2 separate regions of the Macaca mulatta genome follow, and region 2 is linked to region 1. Evidence: chromatin contacts called from public Hi-C data. All regions are on one chromosome and are shown on one strand. The core of a region is the stretch at or near the end of the contact, and the rest is flanking DNA. Distances in the headings are between cores, read along the strand shown.

Region 1 (5,766 bases), core at 1,826-4,325:
CCCAGCTAATTTTTTGTATTTTTAATAGAGATGGGGTTTCACCGTGTTAGCCAGGATGGTCTCCATCTCCTGACCTCATGATCCACCCACCTCAGCCTTTTAAAGTGCTGGGATTACAGGCGTGAGCCCCTGTGCCCAGCCAAAAAGTTTCTTTTTTTTTTTTTTTGAGACAGAGTCTCGCTGGGTCGCCTAGGCTGGAGTGCGGTGGCGCGATCTCGGCTCACTGCAAGCTCCGCCTCCTGGGTTCGCGCCATTCTCCTGCCTCAGCCTCCCGAGTAGCTGGGAATACAGGTGCCCGCCACCACGCCTGGCTAATTTTTTGTATTTTTTTTAGTAGAGAGGGGGTTTCACCGTGTTAGCCAGGATGGTCTCGATCTCCTGACCTTGTGATCCGCCCGCCTCGGCCTCCCAAAGTGCTGGGATTACAGGCGTGAGCCACCGCACTCGGCCCAAAAAGTTTTTAAAAAAGAAATCAAGCCACAGGACAGCCCCTGCCCCAGTCCTTCCTGGTGCCAGGGGCTGCTCTAGAAAGATCTATGGCAACACAGCTTCCTGCAGGGACACTCAAGAACTTCCGCCCTCACAGGGAAGCCTTGCTGGGGTCTTGAGAGGTCCCCAAGTCTTCATTTCCCTGTTTGTGAAATGGGGTCACTCTGGGAAAAGTTGAGAAACCCCCAGGGCAAATCTCTCAGAACCTGGGAGCCCGTTCTCAGATCCGAGGTCACGACCCCGTGTTTTGCCCACTTCTGCCCTTATCACAACTGGCAGGAAGTCAGGAACGGGATAAGGTTTCTCCGCCGAGCTGTGGGTGCTGAGCTGTTTTTCTGGCAACCCTGAGATAAACACCGGTTTCAGCGCACACGTTTGCAACCAACTTATGGAAAACAACTCTGGCAACATTGCAAACAGCTGAGCCTCTGCAAGGGCAGGAACAGATTCGCCAGTGTGGCCCTGTCACCCGGCACTGCCAGGGCGGGAGGAAATGGGGGGGTTTCCTGAGAAGTGAGACAATGGGGGTTGACTCCAAGAACTCGGCCTCTGGGGGCTGGGCGGGAGCAAAGCCATGTGAACAGGCTTATGCAAGACCTGGATTCTGCCAGCCCAGCTCAGGGATCCTTGCTTCACTGCCTTTGCCACTCAACTCCATCTACAAGGCCTCTGTGCTGCATCTAGCAGGCCTGAGTCGGGGGCAGTGGCGGGGACTGGCTCATAGGTCCCACCCCAAATCAACCCAGCCCTGAATCTGTCTCTGAAAAAATTTACTCAATGCAGGGTCAGAAAACGTTAAGACCTTGAAGGCAACATAAAAATCTAGGCAGGGTAGGTAGAGTGGCTCACGCCTGCGATGCCAGCACTTTGGGAGGCTGAGGCAGGTGGATCACCTGAGGTCAGGAGTTCAAGACCAGCCTGAGCAACATGGTGAAACCCTGTCTCTACTAAAAATACAAACATTAGCTGGGCTTGGTAGCACGCGCCTGTAATCCCAGCTACTCAGGAGACTGAGGCAGGAGAATCGCTTGAACCCGGAAGGCAGAGGTTGCAGTGAGCTGAGATGGAGACACTGCACTCCAGCCTGGGTAACAGACCAAGACTCCTTCACACACACACACACACATTCCAAACCCCTGTCTGTACAGGGGTCAAAGTCTAATCACGGTGACTCAGTTCCCAAGTATGAGATGAGTGTCTCTGTTGCCAAATGTCCAAGCCACAAAGTGAAAAACAGAGTTGGAAGCCAAGATGTGGGGTGGTATGGGCTCTGGGTGTGCCCACACCTCGTAATGTTAGAAGCGTAAGAAAACCCTCCAGACTTGTGTTTATTTTCTGAGTACACACCGCGCGTCCCTGCGTGGGCAGCTGTCTCTGGGGTGGGATCCCAGGAAACTCCAGGTTCTCAGTTAAATGGTAACTGTCTCCATGACTCTCAGGTCCCAGTGCCCACATGTTATGTAAGCGGCTTGGCAACCAGACCCAGAGGTGGGGAGTCACTGACACCCCTGTGCCCACGGCAGGAGTGAGGGCAGGGACACCCCCATGCCCTCTCTGGGCACCCTCATAAGATGGGACTGTGATGAGGAGCAGACCTCAGTTTGGTTTCATTTACATTAAAAAGGCAAATCCCTCGGCCGGATGCGGTGGTTCACACCTGTAATCCCAGCACTTTGGGCGGCCGAGGTGGGCACATCACATGAGGTCAGGAGTTTGAGATCAGCCTGGCCAACATGGTGAAACCCTGTCTCTACTAAAAATACAAAAAAATTAGCTGGGTGTGGTGGCTCGCTCCTGTAATCCCAGTTACTCAGGAGGCTGAGTCAGGAGAATCGCTTGAACCCGGTGGGCGGAGATTGTGGTGAGACGAGGTCGCACCACTGCACTCCAGCCTGGGCAAAAGAGCAAAACTCTGTCTCAAAAAAAAAAAAAAAAAAAAAAAAAAGGCAAATCCCGGCCGGGCCTGTGGCTCACACCTGTGATCCCAGCAGTTTGGGAAGCTGAGGCTGGAGGATCACTTGAGGTCAGGAGTTTGAGACCAGCCTAGGCAACATAGTGAGACACCCATGTCTTTACAATAATTAGCCAGGAATGGTGATGATGAGCTGGGATGAGCCTGTTGTCCCAGCTGCTCGGGAAGCAGAGGCGGGAGGTTCGCTTGAGACTGGGAGGTCGCGGCTGCAGTGTGCCCTGATCGTGCCACTGCACTTTAGCTTGGGCAACACAGCAAGACCCCGTCTCTTAAAAAAAAAAGGTAAACGAGTTGGGGAGACTTTTCTGCCAGTTGGAGAAACGCCCTCGACGAGTCTTAAGTAGCATTCTCAAGTTGTCTGGCCTGCCGCCGCGCTGCGGTCAACCATCCGGAGTACCGTGCGCTGCCTCCCAACGCGTCGCCTGCGTAGACGCGGCCGCCTGCGCGCAAGCGAGCATGCGCAGTCGCCGACAACAGTTCGCACGTCCGGTCCCGCCCCCTTCCCCGCCTTTTTCCCCTTCCGGCCTCCCATTGGCTGGCATCGGCGCGAGGGCTCAACACCGACGCGGCTGACCAGTGAGCGCTCCGGAGGGCGTGGCCGTGGGAGGGGAGGTGCGGAGAGCCGACGCGCGTCCATTGGTCGGCTGGACGAGGGGAGGAGCCGCTGGCTCCCAGGCCCGCCGCGATGAACCTCGGCCGCCTTTGCCGCCTGCTGAAGCCAGCGCTGCTCTGTGGGGCTCTGGCCGCGCCCGGCCTCGCCGGTACCATGGTGAGCGGGCGCCGAGGCTGTTGCCTGCCCGGTTACCGTTGGGGCGGGCGCGCGATCCCCGTCTCCGCTCGCCGGCGCGGGGAACCCTCGGGCTCCCGTGACCTTGGTGGGGGGCGTCTGGGTGGCTCCCCCTCCCCACCCCCGGCCGGGCGCGGACGCGGGTGACCGCACTGCGACGCGCTCCGTGGCCCTCCAGGCCGTTGCGGGCACGCGGGCTGGGTTCGGGGAAGGGGAAGGGGCTGTTCAATGCGCGCGGGTCGGGGTCCGGGAAGGGGCTGTCCAGGCCGTTGCGAGCGCGCGGGCTGGGGTCGGGGAAGTGGAAGGGGCTGTTCCACGCGCGCGGGTCGGGGTCGGGGAAGCGGCCGTCGAAGCCGTTGCGGGCGCGCGCGCCGGGGTCGGGGTCCCGGCTTGCAGGGGGCGGGGTCCGGGACGGCTGGGGCGGAGCTGGGCCGTTGGGGGCCACGGGTGGGTGTCTCCGGGCCGAGCGGGGCTGCTGCGCCCGAGCGGTTGTGGGTGCAGAGGGCTGGAAACCCCGGATCACGCGCCCCCGGGCGCCGCCCCGCCCCCGCGGCTTGGCCTAGCTTGGTGGCGTCACAGTCGCACAGTCCTGACTTCGGCCTCCGGGCCTTTGTCCCCGGCAGCGGCGCTCGGGGTGGGGGAGCCAGGCGGGGCGGGAGACGGGCGGGTATGGGCCGCGCGGGCGCAGGCTCCTCCAGGCGCCGCAGGCAGCGGTGCCAGAGCCGGGGCAGACGGCGGCCGCGAGCCCCTCGACGGCGGAAGGCCCCAGCGTGCAGGCGCAGGAGGGCGCGGCGCCGGCGGAAGGAGCCCTGTCCCCGCAGCTTGGGACCGGAGATCCACGAATGTCCCGAATCCCAGGACCCGGTGCGCGCGGGGCCCTCACACCTGCTGCTGTGGCACTTTTTGGGGTTGGAACCTTCTCTCGGTCTCCGGGTTTCCGGTAAAACGGGACCAGAGGCACAAGGAGGCGTGTGCGTTTGAGGAGGAGGAGCGTTCAGGTTTTCAGGGCCCCAGGGCTCCGGTGTCCCCGCCACCGACCCGCTCCGCATCCCTTCCTGCCCCAGGGCCCCCGGCTCGGCCTCCCGTCCATGCTCCCTGCTCAGCCCCCTTTGCCTTGCAGTGCGCGTCCCGGGACGACTGGCGCTGTGCGCGCTCCATGCACGAGTTTTCCGCGAAAGACATCGACGGGCACATGGTTAACCTGGACAAGTACCGGTGGGCGCTCGCCTGCGGTGGGGCGCATGGCCGGGGCCTGGGAGGGGGCCCTGGTCTTCTGCGCTTGACCCCCGCCGACTCTTGCAGGGGGTTCGTGTGCATCGTCACCAACGTGGCCTCCCAGTGAGGCAAGACCGAAGTGAACTACACTCAGCTCGTCGACCTGCACGCCCGATACGCTGAGTGCGGTTTGCGGATCCTGGCCTTCCCATGTAACCAGTTCGGGAAGCAGGTGGGCGGCTGCTGCGTTCCCGGGGCCCGCAGAGGCCGGTGGGTGGGGGTGGGCTGTGGCCTTGCAGAGGCCGATGGGTGGGGGTCAGGGTGGGCTCCGGCCTGGAGAGGGCCTCGGAGTGTGCGGGGGCCCCCGACGCACTCAAGCACACCTTGGCCACCACAGGAGCCAGGGAGTAACGAAGAGATCAAAGAGTTCGCCGCGGGCTACAACGTCAAATTCGATATGTTCAGCAAGATATGCGTGAACGGGGACGATGCCCACCCGCTGTGGAAGTGGATGAAGATCCAGCCCAAGGGCAAGGGCATCCTGGGAAAGTGCGTGACCTCTGGGGACATTACAGCTGCGGGGTTGGGGGGGCTGTGTGGGGGCCTGCTGGGATGTGCACACCTCCCTGGGGGCAGAATGGCTCAGGGGGCGGTTGAGGTGGGGGTGCTGGGACTCTCACACTGTGTGGCCTCCTGGGGACAGGATGGCTCAGGGGGCTGTGGGGGGCTGCTGGGACTCTCACACTGCGTGGCCTCCTGGGGTAAGATGGCTGGGGAGGCGTGGGGGGCCGCTGGGGACACTCATGTCCATGTGGCCTCCTGGAGGCAGGATGGCTAGTGGGCCCGTGGGGGGCTGCTGGGGACGCTTACACCCATGTGCTTCTTTTCCAGTGCCATCAAGTGGAACTTCACCAAGGTAAGGGGGCTGTGGGGGGTAGGGGACCAGCTCCCCCCGGCCACAGCCCTGGCCCACATGGGCAGCGGGCAGGAAGGGCAGCCTCAGCCCCTTGCAGGGGGCCACACCCACGGTGCCCCACAGTTCAGACACTGTCTCTCCACAGTTCCTCATTGACAAGAACGGCTGCGTGGTGAAGCGGTACGGACCCATGGAGGAACCCCTGGTAGGTCCTCTCTAGGGAGCCTGCTTGGGGCAGCGGCTCGGGAGCTAGCTGCCCTGACCCAGCTTTTCTCCCCGACAGGTGATAGAGAAGGACCTGCCCCACTATTTCTAGCTCCACAAGTGTGTGGCCCCGCCCGAGCCCCCTGCCCACGCCCTCGGAGCCTTCCACCGGCACCCATGACG
Region 2 (5,766 bases), core at 2,080-4,579, 150 kb after region 1:
CCCCACAGCGCCTGCTCTTTCTCATCCCAAAGAAAGGCTGACACCGCTGGCCCAGCTCAGCCTCCCCGCCTCTGCCCTTACAGGTGCTCCGTACCCAGGCCTCTTTGTCCATTCAGCCAAAGATTCACCCCGGTTTCCTTCAACTCCTCCAGCTTCACAGTCTCGGCGATTCTGCTCCTGGCTCCCAGCCCATGTCCGGGTCCTCTCCTCTGCTACGTCTCTCCAAGGCCCTATGCCTTGCGCCTTGCCTGTTCCTGTGTGATGTGGGACACCCACTCCGCTAGCTGTGAACTCCAAGGGCAGCTCTTCTCTTATGGCTGGCCCTCCAGGCAGAGGGGCAGCACCAGGGAACCTGGTGCCAGGCAGATGGGAATTGCATGGGCAAAGGTTTCGAGGCAGAAAAGTTTGCAGGTCAGCGCCTGTGGAGGCAGCAGAGAAACCGTCTTGTTCCCAGCAGGACCATGACATGGGCAGGCTTCAGGGTTTTTTGTATTTTGTTTTTGCTTTTTGGAGAGACAGAGTCTCGCACTGTCACCCAGGCTGGAGTGCAGTAGTGTGATCACGGCTCACTGTAACCTCCACCTCCCAGATTCAAGCAATTTTCCAGCCTCAGCCCAGAAGGTAGTTGGGACTACAGGCCCGCGCCATCATGCTCAGCTAATTTTTTGTTTTTGTTTTTGTTTTGTAGAGATGGAATCTTGCTATGTTGTCCAGGCTGGTCTCGAACTCCCGGACTCAAGAGATCCTTCTGCCTCAGTCTCCCAAAGTGTTGGGACTACAGGCGTGAGCCCCCACACCCCGCCAGGCTTCCGATGTTTAACGAAGACTCGCTATGGCTGTGTGAAGAAAAGGTACCCGTACTAAACAGGCGGAGGCTGGGACCTGCTAGGCCAGAGACGGTAGCTGCGGTGGCCATGCCGGGTGCACAGGCCAGGACAGGGCGGAATTCCAGAGGAACCCCAGGTTTGGGGCTGGAGTAATGCCGCCCTCACCCGTGGGCGACCCTGGAGTGGGGACTGGAGGGAAGTGGTTCCATGAGTGAGATTCAGTCTATTAGGCCTCCCAGCTTCCTGGAGTGGCAGCTGGATATGAGGTCCCGAGAGCCAGGAGAGGATGTGGTGCACAGGTCATGCCTAGAAAAGTGAGCGGGGCTTCCCCTCTGCACCCCCCGAACCAGGGCCAGAATGACCAGGCCCCAAGTGACCCTCACAGCTCTGGCCCGCAGGGAGGAGCCAGGCCCAACCCTTCATCCTGAGTCCGGCCAGCAGGGCCTTCTTCAGGTGCCCGGGTTCCAAAGGACAGGAGCGACCGCCACTCCACTGGCCTGAACACGGGCAGGGGGCGAGGGTGCAACCTTCGGGTGTAGGGAGCCACGGATGGTGTCGGACAGCCCCAGGCCCTCCCCAGATCCCTGCACCCCTGGGGTCCAGCAGCCCACAGCGCCAGGCACAAGGCCCTTTCCAAGGAGCCCAAGCCCCAACCCCCGCCATCCCCAACTCCGCATTTTCCCGGAGCCTAAAGAGGGGGGCTTGGGGCCCGGACGGGTGCCTCGGACCTGCGTGAGCGCGGGGGCGGGGCAGTGACGTCATGGCCGCGAGCGAGGCTGCGCGGGCCGCTGGCTGACGGCAGCGGAGCCCCGAGCCGCCCGCGCACGCGCTCCTGCGTCAGCGGCGCGCGGGGGCGAGGGCCAGGCAGGAGGTGGGGGGCGGTGAGCGCATCTCCGGGCGCGGAGCGCCCTCTGCCGGCACCGGGGAGCAGCGCGCCGGGGTCCGGGGTTCCCAGCGAGCCCTCTCGCATCGCCCGTGCTCCTGCCCGCGCTGTGCCCCTGGCGGCGGTCGCCGTTCCCTAGAACAGCGGCACCTGCAGCCTTCCACCCTGTCTCATCCTGCACTTTCTCGACTTTTACTAATATTTATTTTTGGCATTTGTCACCACCTATCACTACTACCTGCTTATTTTTTAATTAATTTATTTTTGAAACAGAGTCTTTTTTGTTTGTTTGTTTGTTTGTTTGTTTGTTTGTTTTTTGAGACGGAGTCTCGCTCTGTCGCCCAGGCCGGAGTGCAGTGGCCAGATCTCAGCTCACTGCAAGCTCCGCCTCCCGGGTTCACACCATTCTCATGCCTCAGCCTCCCAAGTAGCTGGGACTACAGGCGCCCGCCACCTCGCCCGGCTAGTTTTTTGTACTTTTCAGTAGAGACGGGGTTTCACCGTATTAACCAGGATGGTCTCGATCTCCTGACCTCGTGATTCGCCCGTCTCGGCCTCCCAAAGTGCTGGGATTACAGGCTTGAGCCACCAAGCCCGGCCGAAACAGAGTCTTGCTCTGTCGCCCAGGCTGGAGTGCAGTGGCGCGATCTCGGCTGACTGCAACCTCCTCCCCCCGGGTTCGAGCGATTCTCCTGCCTCAGCCTCCCGAGTAGTTGGGATTACAGGCGCCCACCACCATGCTCGGCTAGTTTTTGTATATTTAGAGACGAGGTTTCGCCATGTTGACCAGGCTGGTTTCAAACTCCTGACCTCAGGTGATCCGCCCACCTCGCCCTCCAAAGTGCTAGGATTACAGGCGTGAGCCACCGCGCCCGGCCTGATCTGCTAAACGACCCCCGGCCCCAGAGCAGGATTCTCACTCTGTCGCCCAGGCTAGAGTGCAGTGGTGCAATCATAGCTCACTGCAGCCTCAACCTTCTTAGACCCAAGCAATGCTCCCACCTCAGCCTCCCCAGTAGCTGGGACTACAGGCGTGCACCACCATGCCAAGGTAATTTTTTGATTATTTGTAGAGACAGGGTCTCCCTATGTTGCCCAGGCTGGTCTCGATCTCCTGGGGTCAAGTGATTCTCCTGCCTCGGCCTCCCAAGGTGCTGGGATTACAGATTGGAGCCACCACACCTGGCCCAGAACAGGAATCTTGATGTTTTCTTGATGTCTATCCAGGACCCTGCATCCAATGAGCGCCCCAAAAATCTTTTTTTTTTTTTTTTTTTTTTTTTTGTACAGACAGGTCGGGGGCGGGGGCGATCCGCACTGTTGCCCAGACTGGTTTCCAAGCCTCAAGTGATCCTCTGGGCTCAACCTCCCAAAGCGCTGGTATTACAGGCGTGAGCCACCAGGCAGCCCAATCTTGAATTTCACTGAAGCTCGTTTTACTCCCTCCACCTCCCAGGACCATCTCACCGCCCTTAGCTGACCCCCTGCTATATAAGGGGCCAGAACAAAACTGCAACCCCCAGAATACCCCACGACGGGGCGTTGCGTCCTTAACGTCGACAACGTCGCGTGCGCCCTGCTGGGAGTCGTAGTTCGCGCTTGCGCTCTTGCCAGGACTCCTCCTCCCAGACGTCCCTGCGCGTCGTCCTCCTCGCCCTCCAGGCCGCCCGCGCAGCGCCGGAGTCCGCCGCCCGCCAGCCACCCGCTTCCTGCCGCCGGTCGCTGCCATGCTGCCCGCCGCGCTGCTCCGCCGCCCGGGACTTGGCCGCCTCGTCCGTCAGGCCCGTGCTTATGCCGAGGCCGCCGCCGCCCCGGCTGCCGCCGCCGGCCCCAACCAGATGTCCTTCACCTTCGCCTCCCCAACGCAGGTTCGGGCGCTGCGGGTCGGGACCCTCCGTGGCCGCCGCCCCCGGAGTCCAGGGTCCCCACCCCCAGGGGGCGACCCCCCGCTTCCGGGTCCCCGAATCCGCGCGCCCCGGAAGCCGAGGTCACTCAGTCCTGGACCCTCGGCCCTGCCTCTGCCGCCCGAGCCCTGCGCTGCCCTCGTCCCGGGCACCTCCCCGAGATAAGCGCCTCCTGGGTGCCCTCCCCGATCTCCCTGGCCAAAGCCTGGGTGTCGCCGGATCGTTGCATTCCCATTTCGCGGATCAGTAGAATGAGGCGCAAAGTTGAGGACCAAAGCTGCAATCTCTGATCCTGCACTGGGCTGTCTCAGTGCCTCACATCAGCGCCAGGTCCTGCCCGGACCCATTTCTCAGCAGGACAGGCCGAGTCCGGGGTGGGCGCGGGGCCGGCCTGCCCCGCCATCATTCCCCCACGCTGTTGTCGCAGGTGTTCTTCAACGGTGCCAACGTCCGGCAGGTGGACGTGCCAACGCTGACCGGAGCCTTCGGCATCCTGGCGGCCCACGTGCCCACGCTGCAGGTCCTTCGGCCGGGGCTGGTTGTGGTGCATGCAGAGGACGGCACCACCTCCAAATACTTCGGTGAGTTCGGTGGAGGGCTGCAGGGCCAGGCCAGACCCGGGCTGCACATCCCAGGTCAGTCTCCGTCTCAGTTGAGGCTGCGAGAAAAAATAGTTCTAGGCCGGGCACGGTGGATCACGCCTGTAATCCCAGTACTTTGGGAGGCCGAGGCAGGTGGATCACCTGAGGTTAGGAGATCGAGACCATCCTGGCTAACACGGTAAAACCCCATCTCTACTAAAAATATAAAAAATTAGCCGGGTGTGGTGGCGGGCACCTGTTGTCCCAGCTACTCGGGAGGCTAAGGCAGGAGAATGGCGTGAACCTGGGAGGCAGAGCTTGCAGTGAGCAGAGACTGCGCCACTGCACTCCAGCCTGGGCTACAGAGTGAGACTCCATCTCAAAAAAAATATAAGTATATATATATACAGAAAACTAGTTGGGTGTGGTGGTGGCCGCTTGTAATCCCAGCTACTCAGTAGGCTGAGGCAGGAGAATCGCTTGAACCCTGGACGCAGAGGTTGCAGTGAGCGGAGATCGTGCCACTGCACTCCAGCCTGGGCAAGAAGAGTGAAACTCCATCTCAAAAAAGAAAATACAGTTTCAGCAGGTTTGTCCACTGAGGAGCCTGGGCTGGGCGGTGATGAAAGCGAACCAGAGGGGACCCTGCTCTCAACCGGTTTACGACTGGCTCTGGACTAACCAATGTGTGATGGATGAAGCAAGAGATGTAAAACCACCCAGGCCCAGTGGCTCATGCCTGTAGTCTCAGCACTTTGGGAGACTGAAGTGGGAGAATCGCTTGAGCCCAGGAGATCAAGACTAGCCTTGGCAACATAGTGAGACCCCGTCTCTCCAAAAAATAAAAAGAAACTAACCAGGCGAGGCTGGGTGCGGTGGTTCACACCTGTAATCCTAGCACTTTGGAAGGCCGAGGTGGAAGGGTCTCTTGAGCCCAGGAGTTTGAGACCAGCCTGGGCAACATAGTGAAATCCTATATCTACAAAAAATTAGCTGGTTGTGGTCCAGCTACTTGGGAGGCTGAAGCAAGAGGGCCGCCTCAGCCGGGAAATTCAAGGCTGCAGTGAGCTACGATCATGCCACTGCACTTCAGCCTTGGTAACAAGAGCGAGACCCTGTGCCAAAAAAAAAAAAAAAAAAATCCTCAAGAAACCATGTCAGGAGGGCTGATCAGATTAGGGGAGGAAGGTCATTTGTACAGGAAAAACGCAGTTTTAAGCATCACTGGTTTCCAATGGTAGAGCCGGGTTTGAACTCAGCTTGCTTTTGGCCCGGATCCCAGCTCAGCCATGGGTGGTGGGCCAGAGGGAGGGTCTCTGTCCCCAGGTAGTGCTTTTGGGGGTCCCTCCAGCTTCTAGTTCTTTCTTGGGGCCCCTGTTTTGTTCTCTAGGAGTTGCCCCCCATGTTGGACCCCAGGGCCAGTCCTGTAGGTCTGTTAGGACACTCAGGACACAGACTTGAGTGTTTGTCGAGCTTCTGGTTCACAGGGGGCTCTGCACTTGACCAGGGGCGTCCCTGAGGCTGTCTGGCCCCGTGAGGTCTCACACCTTCCCCCCACCCCATTCCCCCAG

What was found. A called contact is a pair of places that touch in the nucleus more often than the background predicts.
Region 2: a Hi-C map of fetal cortex germinal zone shows a contact between it and region 1, with 2.3 times the contacts expected there. The contact joins the promoter of ATP5F1D here to the promoter of GPX4 in region 1. A contact is called at or near these places in 2 of 14 Hi-C or Micro-C datasets (fetal cortex germinal zone and liver).

What each region holds. Positions count from the first base shown.
Region 1 is chr19:1,764,216-1,769,981 of T2T-MMU8v2.0, forward strand. It overlaps GPX4 (glutathione peroxidase 4), which reads left to right and starts at 3,076. Exons shown (of 7, transcript NM_001118889.2): 1 at 3,076-3,230; 2 at 4,369-4,463; 3 at 4,551-4,695; 4 at 4,861-5,012; 5 at 5,355-5,379; 6 at 5,525-5,584; 7 at 5,663-5,766. The coding sequence starts at 3,147. The coding sequence ends at 5,695.
Region 2 is chr19:1,910,747-1,916,512 of T2T-MMU8v2.0, forward strand. It overlaps ATP5F1D (ATP synthase F1 subunit delta), which reads left to right and starts at 3,330. Exons shown (of 4, transcript NM_001261689.1): 1 at 3,330-3,578; 2 at 4,042-4,195. The coding sequence starts at 3,438. It overlaps LOC114673974 (a long non-coding RNA gene), which reads right to left. Exons shown (of 3, transcript XR_013409423.1): 2 at 4,358-4,411; 3 at 3,342-4,272.